Regions from separate parts of the Zea mays genome. Here all the other regions are linked to region 1. A link is a contact called in public Hi-C data. All regions are on one chromosome and are shown on one strand. Each heading gives the region's core, a stretch centred on a gene start, on an enhancer-like site or on the middle of the called end of the contact. The rest is flanking DNA. Distances are from core to core; before and after follow the strand shown. Region 1 holds the start of LOC100274679. Region 2 holds the start of LOC100273148 (putative protein phosphatase 2C family protein). Region 3 has its middle 35 kb from the start of LOC103626981.

Region 1 (3,506 bases), core at 418-2,917:
CGAAGCTTATCATGCTCTTCATTAAGGTCATGAATTCATCGGAGGTGGGCGCCAATGTTGGTCACTTGTTTTTTATTCCTATAGGATACAAAAAACAAGGCAACATAAATGAATCAATTTTTCTCTTCGCCCTTTAATTATCTCTTCTCAAAGAGATTAAAGGTAGAAGATTAGAGGGGTAAATAGTGAATGAAGGAAGGAATAAAAACATGAAAGTATAACGAACAACTCATCTTGGATATACAGATATAATTCTTCTTCGTTTCTCTATTAACAACAAAGTAATTACAGTTATACCTTCGACTTTTCAGAAAGCGATATGAAAGTAAACAAACAGAACATTTTTATAGGCAGAGCAATTTGACTAATCTTCGCCGAAAAGCTCCCTCTATATATTTATGGTATTGTTCCTCTATTTATAGTCGTGGAGTACAACTTCGTGAAAATTACAACCATGTCTTCAGACCTATACATATGAACTATGAAATCAACCAAGGGTATTGTCGTCTTTTCTCCTTGCAGTCTTATTGATCAAGCTTTGATGATTTCCCCTTGCTCTCGCTGGCTCTTTCGTTATGCTTTTATGTCACTGAACTGAAGCTTGTAGCTTCGTCTTCACGATTGTAATCACCACAGGCCACATGCCATCTCCAAATGAAGGCATCCTTAGGCAATTATCCTGTTATATCTAAAATAGATTTCACAAATAAATGTTTTAAGGACCTTCAGCTGAGGAGAGCTCCACAGACATACCCCTTTAATTTTGAGCTAAATTCCACCAATTCCTAGGTGGGCCACTACATGCTATTAGAGAACGCATATTGATTGTCTTGATAATTGGTATAAGAGCAAGTGTAATAAGATAATATAAGTGTAATGTATAAGTTGTCACATTAAATTTATGTTGAGACGGAGAGAATGTTAAGACGGAGGACAGAAAAGATAAATAAGCTATAAACTCATAGAAAACCAACACTTCAACTCGAAGAAAATAAGATGCACCATATGTTAATGGTTTTATATGTAAGACTAATAGTATACGAGTAAATTGCTAGATTTTTTATATGAGTGATATGATAGTAGCCTATAACTAGGGGTGGTAATGATTCATGGTCCAAATAGTTTTTCACGATTTTTTGACCTTTAATTAATTTTAGTTAAAAATAAATAGAAATAGAGCTCGATCTAAATACGATGTAATCCTTAAATAAACTTTATAGTGTAAAATTTAAAGACTAACTCCACCCTTACATATAATAACTAGCAACCTGCTAAATTATTAGCCATCCTCTAACGTTGTTTTCCAACAGCTTAACAACACCATTATGCGATATGTGACCTACTTTTGGGGAAAAAAAAGAAACATATCTACGCCTATGTTCATATTCTCCTCCAAACATAAAAAGAAAGGCAACGAGATAATGCCGTCCCACATGGCATGGGACCACCCGTCATTTTCACAAGCAACCTTGAACTGAAGCGAAAGTGGCGAACCCGGAGGGCATATCTGGCATTCCTAATTCTTGTAGGCCCTTGCTTACGAGCGCAGCCACCCAATAGCAACCACAGCTGAGGCTGCGGCCTCTGTGCCATCCAGGGGTCGGCATCAGCCTCTCTCCCTCGCTCTCTCTGACTCGTCGCGGCATAAACAAACAAACCAAACAAAGCAAAGCAAAGGCAAAACCCCACCTCCACCACACCTCGTCGTTTGCTTTTCCTCGGTGCGGGCGGTGCGGCACAAGCCCCCAGACCGGTTGCCTCCATTACTGAGCTGTGCGTGCGTGGTGGCTGTCTGCCTTGTGGCGGCGCCGGTCATGGTGATGGTGGAGATGGACGGTGGCGTGGGAGGAGGAGGAGGAGGAGGGCAGACGCCGGCGCCACGGCGGTGGCGCCTGGCGGACGAGCGGTGTGACCTGCGCGCCATGGAGACGGACTACGTGCGGCGGTTTCACCGGCACGAGCCCCGCGAACACCAGTGCTCCTCCGCCGTCGCCAAGCACATCAAGGCGCCCGTCCACCTCGTGAGCGCCTGCCTCTCAACCTCCCTCTCGCGTGCCGCTGAATCAAATATCAATCTCCGCTATTGCTTGCTGCCGCTATGCTTTTTCTCCGTGCCGTGCTGTATGTATCCACGTTCCATGGCGGCGAGCAGGGTGTTCGTGCCGTTGCCCAGTCGATCCGCCGCAGAGACATCGTTTCCACCGGTTATTGGTTTCTCCTTTTGTTTGGCCCCGGCCCGCCCGCCCGCCCGCCGGTTTCGGATTGGTGATGCGCTGCTCCTTGATTAGGAAAGACGCCGACTTGTTACGAGTCAGCGAGTCACCCACTCGTTTGGCCCGTTTCTTCTCAGTTGGGAACATGGATGCCTGATTTGGAGAGAGAGAGGCCGTCTTCAACCGGCCCTGCTCGTTTCTCTTATCGCCCCTTCTTTTTTTTTTCACGCGATTGGTTGGGCGGATCCATTGCTGTGCTGATTGCTCGGAGGACGGACCCACGTCGCTTTCGCTCAAAGCTAAGATTTCCATCTCCTGCCAAGAAGCCTGTGAATTTTTTCCTGCATCCTTCGTCCGTCCAGCTTTTGCTCCAGACTGAGGCTTTCTCTAAGAGATGAACATGGGGGATGCATGATTGGTGGCAAAGGCAAATAATGCACACAAAGCCTCGAGGATTTTTAATGCGCCTTTTCTGTACCTCATCTCACGTGGGAAGATGCTTCCCCCACGGCCCACCCCCACCTCGAGATCCCCGCTGAATCTGCTTTTTGCCAGATTATTTTGGGGTTTCAATCTAGGTGTTCATGCATTGGAGTTTTCTTGCTTTATTCTGCGAGTATAATTGAGATTGCGGTGGTGGAGGGAGATATATATATGCCTTCACTTCAACTCCACTCCTTTGGATGTGGGTTCAGCACAGCACTTGCCAGGAGATTAGATGCAGACTAGTATTCTTACCCCCAAAAAAATATCAGCTTTTGCAGAAGTATTGGATGCACGGAGTTGATTATTTCAAAGGAAATCATCATTTTTGTCCGACTTTCCAGCACAAGTTATTAGCATATTCCAAAAGGATGCTGCCTCATATTTCCAACTGTGAATATGCATATACACAGTCCATAGCAACCTCAAGGCTCTAGGCCTCATTTTATAGTAGTTTACTGTGTACCTCTGATTAGAAGAGCTGTCATATTCTTCGATCGTGTTTAGTTGACTTGTACACCGTTCCTGCCGTTTTCCTGTGATAATTTGTGGCCATCAATCAGCTGTGCATTAATAGGACAGCTTGATCGATCGAATGCACAGTTAGCCGGTTAGGGTGTCTTTATGTAGCACTCTTAATACTACTTAATTAATACTTAATACCGCGACCTGTTTCTGTCTGTTGGAACCTTTATTTCTTCGATGGTTACATGAGTGGGGATTGATCTTGGTCACCAGCTTAATCATTACAATTGGTATCTGATCAAGTAATTATCTCCTCAGGTCTGGTCTCTAGTGAGGCGGTTTGAT
Region 2 (3,408 bases), core at 714-3,213, 140 kb before region 1:
CCTTCATGACCTTCGTCTGAAGATCATTATATCCGAGAGGAGATAATGTTTCGGACGACAAAGGTCCTTAATTCTTAACAATTGTGTTGCCTTGTTCTTGATCCACAACATTCGAGAACAAGTGAACAACAGTCACAAAGTCCACGCCGACTAAGACAAGACATGACACCCTAGGCTATGGCTAGTCACCCGAATGGTAGGCCAAAGGAACGCCGAGTAGCCTCTATCGACATGACCACAACTCCCTAAGTACGACCTAGACGCGCTCCCATAGCCTCGAGGGTCCGGACGACCCTATTCATAAGGTACCTCAACATCAAAGCTTCTACAGTGGCCTGAATATTAGGTAGCGCGCAACAGATACACCATACCGGGTGTACGCCTACGCACTCCAATGAGTGACGCAAGCACGTGACGACATGCAAGACTGCACGATGCACACCTGATCCAAACAAATGACCTGTGGGTCCCCCGCGCACTACCAGAAGAATGTCAGCGGAAGACCAGCTAAAGGGACCCGTGCGATGGGCGGACGAGGCAGTACGCCATAATGGGAGTACGACTAAGCACGACCCTATGGACAACATTAGAGGAACCATGCTACCCCAAGGGCCGTCGGTCGAGCACCCCCCAGCAGAATACAAAGTCCCCATTGTATAGTCCATCCCTTGAAGTATAAAAGGGAAGGACCCCTCTTTTTTGAACACACGAGCACACCAACTGTAACACGCTCAGAGCAATACTACGATCAGCACTACACTAGACTAGGGCGCAAGCCCTGAACCAGTATAACAACTGTCTCAAATCCACCACTCGAGTCACTGCGATCCACCATTCGAAGTGAGTCACTGCTAATCTCCCCACCGAACACTAATCTTACTGCCCCTGATTTCCGAAACCACGACAAGTACATATTCACACATTAGTTCTAACAAAAAAACATAATAATACTTACCTGAAAACTTGAATACTGTAAATTGACGTGTTTAAAAAATATATTAAGATTTAGGAAGGATACGTTCCTGACCATTGTTGACACGACATGCCTGTTAGCAAAGTTTGACATGTTCAAACTTGTCGGCATTTGCTTTGCTTTATACTTCAAACTAGAAAGCATGTCTTGGCGCTTATGTATCTCTTTATCAGTGTTGCACAAGTCAAAAGAAATCAATTTGAAGCAAAAGTGCTTCATAGTACACCAAAAAAAGATCAAAGTAAATGTCTGGACATCAAACTATGAAATTCTTTGTCAAGGAACAATATCTGCCGAGCATCTAGGCAGAGACGATGGGCGGATGGGGTAGGGGCCGAGGGGGCGCCATCACATGGTTGCGCCGTTTAGATCCACCACGCGAGTCGTCGTCCGGCGTGGAGGAGGCGCAAATCCTCGCAGAGCAGACACATGAGGTTGCTCAATGTCCCGCTTGGGGATGGCAGCGCGGTAGTCGCTGTGGCGTTGGCGGCGGCGGCGTGGGACAAGGGGCGGTGCTAGAGATGGCAAAGCCGTGACTAGGTCGGAGCTAGCAGCGGCTGAGTGGTGAGGAAGAAAGCATGGTGGGGGCCGCACAGGGAGGTGGAGAGGGCAAATGCGAGTGGCAGTTTAGATAGCGTCCCCCATCGTGCGGCGGGGGTGGCGAGCAGGGCTACGGGCACGAGGGCTGCGGGACAGGAACGCGCGGCAAGGGGTAGGCCGGGTGGAGGCACAACTTTGCCTCTGCACGTACCCTATCCGTTTTTAATAGGAGCAGAGAAGAGATTTCATTTATTGTTTAGATATATATATATAGATTAAAAATATATATATTTTAAAACTATTAAAGCAATCCTAAACACACCTTAAATTTCGTTGTAAAGTGGATTGCCAGCTCCTAAAGCATTGCAAGTTTTTTTAGCAGATGCATTTTTATTTCCATTGGCCAATCTAGGTATAGTTTTTTTAATCGGGCAACACCAATTATTGTCGATAATAGTTCCTTGAAAACCGGTGCCTTTTTCTAGCGGCGAGGAGGCAGGCGGTAGCGGAATCTGGCACCGGCCATCACGTCCCCTCCCGCCGCTTCCTCCTCCCTGCCCTACCTTTCCCCAGATCCGAATCCATTAAACCAGCGGATCTTGCATCGGGGCGCGTCCACGGCATCCGGGCAAGCGAGTGGTGGAGCCAGCAGCCATGAGATGGTATGCATCGGTAGCCTCCTGAGGGCGCTGGTGCTGCGTGCGGCGTCGTCTGCGGGCAGGCGCCGGGGGCCCAGGATTCTGTGTGGCCGCGCGACGGATGTGCGCGTGACGCCACGGCACGGACACGGCTGGCGCGGGTTCCGGGCGGTCACGGGAAGGATGATGCTGGACTCCTCTGAGTCTGCCTCTTCCGCCGCCGCCGCCGCCGCGGAGGCGGGAGCTGGGGCGGTGGCAGGCCAGGCGCAGCCGCAGCGCCGCGCGGTGGGGGCCGTGCCCCAGGCGCACGATGGTGGCTACGCCAGCGGCGGATGGGAGAGGTAACGTTTGTGCGTGTGGTTTGAGGCTTAACTAATGTAATCTGTCGGCACTGTTATGGTACGGAATGGGGCATTTGAACCGGTTAGAATACATTTGTGTGCAGTTTTGCATTGTGTTTTTTCTTGCCTGCAGCGCAGGAGACTAATTGGCCTGAACACCGAGAGTCATGCAAATGCACCTTGTGCTTTTTGTTACTACAGATGCGTTAGTCATGTGGCACCACATTCCTTTTACTATTCATTGCCGCACATTAGAATCTAAAACGATATTCTAAGATGTAAGTGAGCGGTTGGTGCCTTGCTTTTTTAGACATCGTTCTTATTAATAACAAACATAAACATATATTCATTTTATTTATTATAGTATTTTACTGCTAAGATGCTGCATTTTACTTTCCAGTAAGCCACTACTGTTAATTATTGTGAGTGGTTACTTGTACCACATCATGTTCATATAGGTTAAACTTAATTATAAGATTTTGGGGACACCAAATATGAACCAGTTAATTTGTTTCGGTTTTTGAATTCTAAATTTATCAAATATAAAGACTTTTAGTGCTAAAACTTTGTCACATTTATATGCAAGTACATGTATTGGTCTCGTGACCACATCATAAATCAACTTCTAAAGCTTGACACTCTGAGATACGCTTTTGCAGTTCTATATGTTGCACATAGAGGTCGGCAGATAGCCTATAGCAAATATGGTTTGCAAATTTGCACTCTGATGGCTCAGATAGTCAGATTAAGCAATCAGGATTATCATGTCTTAATAAGCAAATGGTAGTGTTCATCTTTTTGCATGGGTGTTGGGTGGGGTGTTGTTGGCTTGAGTGAGACTGAACCGGCTACAGTTGCCCAAAATCAAGTTATCAAAGTCCTTCAACGTCAATCCCATTTCCGTGCTGTATAGGAA
Region 3 (3,188 bases), core at 460-2,959, 210 kb before region 1:
AAAATTGTGAGTAAATTGCTCTCAAAGTTGCTCTATCAGATAGATGTGTACTGAATTTTGATCAACAGCTGAAATGGGTTTCGATGTTTCATTCGATTCTTGGAGCTTTCTTGTGACTATTTAGTGGTGTTCTGACCTGCAGTCCCTGTAGCTATTTGTTAGGGGATAGTTTGGTATACAATTGGTGTTAAGGTTGATCCCGCGTTACCATTTGAAATTATGGGATTAGGTGGTAGTCGAGATACAAGTTCAGTTCAGTGGTGTAAATTCAGTTGTAGGTAACTGAAGAATTGTCAGTTAACTGAATTTGTCTCAGTTTGGACAGGTGGCTGCTTGCTTGCTTGTTTCCTGTGTGCTCGACGTGGGTAGCAGAAACAGGCAAAAGTTTTGTTAGAATACCCGTTTAGGGTTTGGAGTAATTACTGTCTCGTCCCTCTGTAATGGGCCTGGCCCAGTTTACTCAACTCTATTAATACACCACCCAACCCCTGTTAGGGTTATGGGTTTTGCATCATTCAATATCCTGGAGCGGGCTGGCATGTCTGACTGCAAGTCCTGCTCCACGCCTGTCGACACTCAGGCGAAGCTCTCTGAGGACGACGGGCCTCCGGTCGCCGACGCGACGTCCTACCGGAGCCTGACCGGCGCGCTCCAGTACCTCACCTTCTTCAGGCCCGACATCACATACGTCGTCCAGCAGGTGTGCCTGCATATGCACACTCCGCGGGAGCCCCATCTCACCGCGCTCAAGCGGATTCTGCGCTACCTCCGCGGCTCCCTCGACTACGACCTCCTTCTCCGACCATCCCGACGTCGGAGCTCGTGGTCTACACCGACACTGACTGGGCTGGCTGTCCCAACACGCGCCGGTCCACCTCCGGTTACGCCGTGTTCCTGGGCGCCAACCTTGTCTCTTGGGCGGCCAAGCGTTAGCCCGTCGTCTCTCGCTCCAGCGCTGAGGCCGAGTACTGTGCCGTAGCCAACGGCGTGCCAGAGGCCTCCTGGCTACGCCAGCTCCTCCACGAGCTCCACAATCCCCTCCAGCGCGCCACCCTCGTCTACTGCGACAACGTCAGCGCGGTCTACCTCTCCACCAACCTTGTGCAGCATCAGCGCACGAAGCATGTGGAGATCGACCTGCACTTCGTCCGCGAGCGTGTCGCTGCCGGTGACGTTCGGGTTTTCAGCGTCCCCACCACGCTGCAGTTCGCCGACATCTTCACCAAGGGATTACCGTCGAGTGTATGTTTAGACTTTCTATCCAGTCTCAACATCTATACAGGATAGAGTTGTGACTGCGGGGGTGTTAGAATACCCGTTTAGGGTTTGGGGTAATTACTGTCTCGCCCCTCTATAATGGGCCTGGCCCAGTTTACTCAACTCTATTAATACACCACTCAACCCTGTTAGGGTTATGGGTTTTGCATCATTCAACAAGTTTGAGTGCAGGTTCTGGTGGCCGAAGCTGATTCAAGATATGGAGAAATGGAAAGATCTCAGCCCCATGATTGTGCTGACATTGCTTGGTTGGTTTGGTTAGAGAGTGGCCTGGGAGTTTCTGGCGCCTGGTAAAGTGGAGTTGAGCTGAGAAGATTCAAGTCCGGGAGAGGTTCAAAGTATCTGCGGTGGAGTCCTTATCTGCCTGGTCTCTAGCTGCGTTGCCTGCCCAAGATCGATGCCTTGTTGTGCCTGCGGTGCCGCGTGGTGCTGGACCTAAGCTTCATGCCTACTTGCGAGCGAGCCGCGCTCGCGTGCGCACGACCTAGGGCACCGTGTGGCCCATGATGTCGCATGGCTGCTTCCCATTGGTCATTGCCCCACCCTTGAGTTGAAGATAGAGCCGACGTCTACTTCTTCAGACCGTGCGCTTGCTGAGTCTAGTTTGTGTTTCATTACACGGAAAGGAGAACCAGTGCAACGCTCCTCATCCTTGCAGCTGCCTCCGGGCCACAGCAGTCACACGTCGGGTGGTTCTCAGTTCCAAGTCACTCACTTCCTTTCACCGTGCGGCCTCGCCTCGTCCTTGCCCTGGTCCGGCACCTTGTACCAGCTCATCGTTTCCATCGTCGTGTGTCTTGGCCGTGACGTGTCCAATCTGCTCCACCACACACCGCGTTCTAGTCACAGCCAGCGACCGGTGCTCGTGGTCTCTGTGCCCTCCGGTTCTGTCCCGCCTCGCGCCTAGCAGCCGCATCCATGATGTCGTCGTCGTGGCTGCTATGCGCGTCGTGAGCTCCCTCTCATCGCGCTCGCATCGTCGTGTGCTCTACTCGTTGTGCCGCACCGACTTCCCGCTCGGTCACGCCAATCCGTCATCGCCTCATTATCAGAACAGCAAGAAGTGGTCTACGAAGGAGCCTGCTCCTGTTGATCCAGCGGTGGATTCCATCTAATTGCTTATCGCGTAACACAAGATCTCAGATCTTCTCTTGTAATAAGACAAGTCTCAGTGCATTTGTCACTTCCTTATATTTTAAATGTTTTATCATCTTATATGATGTTGTGTGATAAACAATTAATGCATTACCATTCCTTGGAAATTCCTGAATCTTTGTTTTATAAAAAAATTATTATTGCTTAGTTCTGCTTAGAAACTCAAAAATCGTTTTTTTTTTCAAAAAGAAATGGTGTGTAACATTGGTTATGGCTTTTTGATTCAAAAGTCAAAGCAAACTTATGTTGATGAGTCCAGCAAGGCCCCGGATGGGTTCATCATCCGAAAAGAGTACCCCTGCCGGGTACCAAAAACAGAAAAATGGATTGAATAAATCGAGACCAGACGTTGAGCAAACAAGGTCTTCTGTCTCTGTCGATTAAGGAATGTATTGTTGACTGGCCTGTTGTGGTTGAGACTTTGCAACTAGCCACATACCCTGGTATGGGACAGGGTAAGCTTGAACCCGGCTATTCCATATGTGAAGAGACAATCGCGCACTGGGAGTGGAGAGATGGCGGGAGTAGCATGTACCCTCCTGGCATAGTAGCACGCCTGGTAGGCTAATGTGCTCTCCGGTGGCGCGGACATGTTCATGTAGTGGAGGACTCCGTGGGAACAGTTGATATATGTAAGGGTTAAGTGCTACATATGTCATATGGTTAGAGATTCCCAGCTGGGTATAATCGGTTCGAATCGTCGTTGCTCCTCGGTTATAAGACTCATCCCGGTGACCATCTTCGTAGTTAGCAAG

The links. A called contact is a pair of places that touch in the nucleus more often than the background predicts.
Region 2: a Hi-C map of leaf shows a contact between it and region 1, with 6 times the contacts expected there. The contact joins the promoter of LOC100273148 here to the promoter of LOC100274679 in region 1. A contact is called at or near these places in 9 of 25 Hi-C or Micro-C datasets (bundle sheath, ear, endosperm and 3 more) and 1 of 3 datasets of contacts at active chromatin or transcription factors (seedling).
Region 3: a contact with region 1 is called in a Hi-C map of tassel, with 2.4 times the contacts expected there. The contact joins the enhancer-like site here to the promoter of LOC100274679 in region 1. A contact is called at or near these places in 5 of 25 Hi-C or Micro-C datasets (ear, leaf and tassel).

The regions. Positions count from the first base shown.
Region 1 is chr5:144,206,750-144,210,255 of Zm-B73-REFERENCE-NAM-5.0, reverse strand. It overlaps LOC100274679, which reads left to right and starts at 1,667. Exons shown (of 3, transcript NM_001349953.1): 1 at 1,667-2,021; 2 at 3,480-3,506. The coding sequence starts at 1,815.
Region 2 is chr5:144,350,785-144,354,192 of Zm-B73-REFERENCE-NAM-5.0, reverse strand. LOC100273148 (putative protein phosphatase 2C family protein) reads left to right here and starts at 1,963. Exons shown (of 8, transcript NM_001360217.1): 1 at 1,963-2,492. The coding sequence starts at 2,173.
Region 3 is chr5:144,421,537-144,424,724 of Zm-B73-REFERENCE-NAM-5.0, reverse strand. No RefSeq gene overlaps it. Among protein-coding and RNA genes, the nearest start is that of LOC103626981, 35 kb to the left of the region's middle. Within about 2 kb of position 1,709, at least 10 of the 20 cell types and tissues checked have an H3K27ac peak or open chromatin away from gene starts, as enhancers often do. A contact at or near this core is called in ear, leaf and tassel, where this site is marked.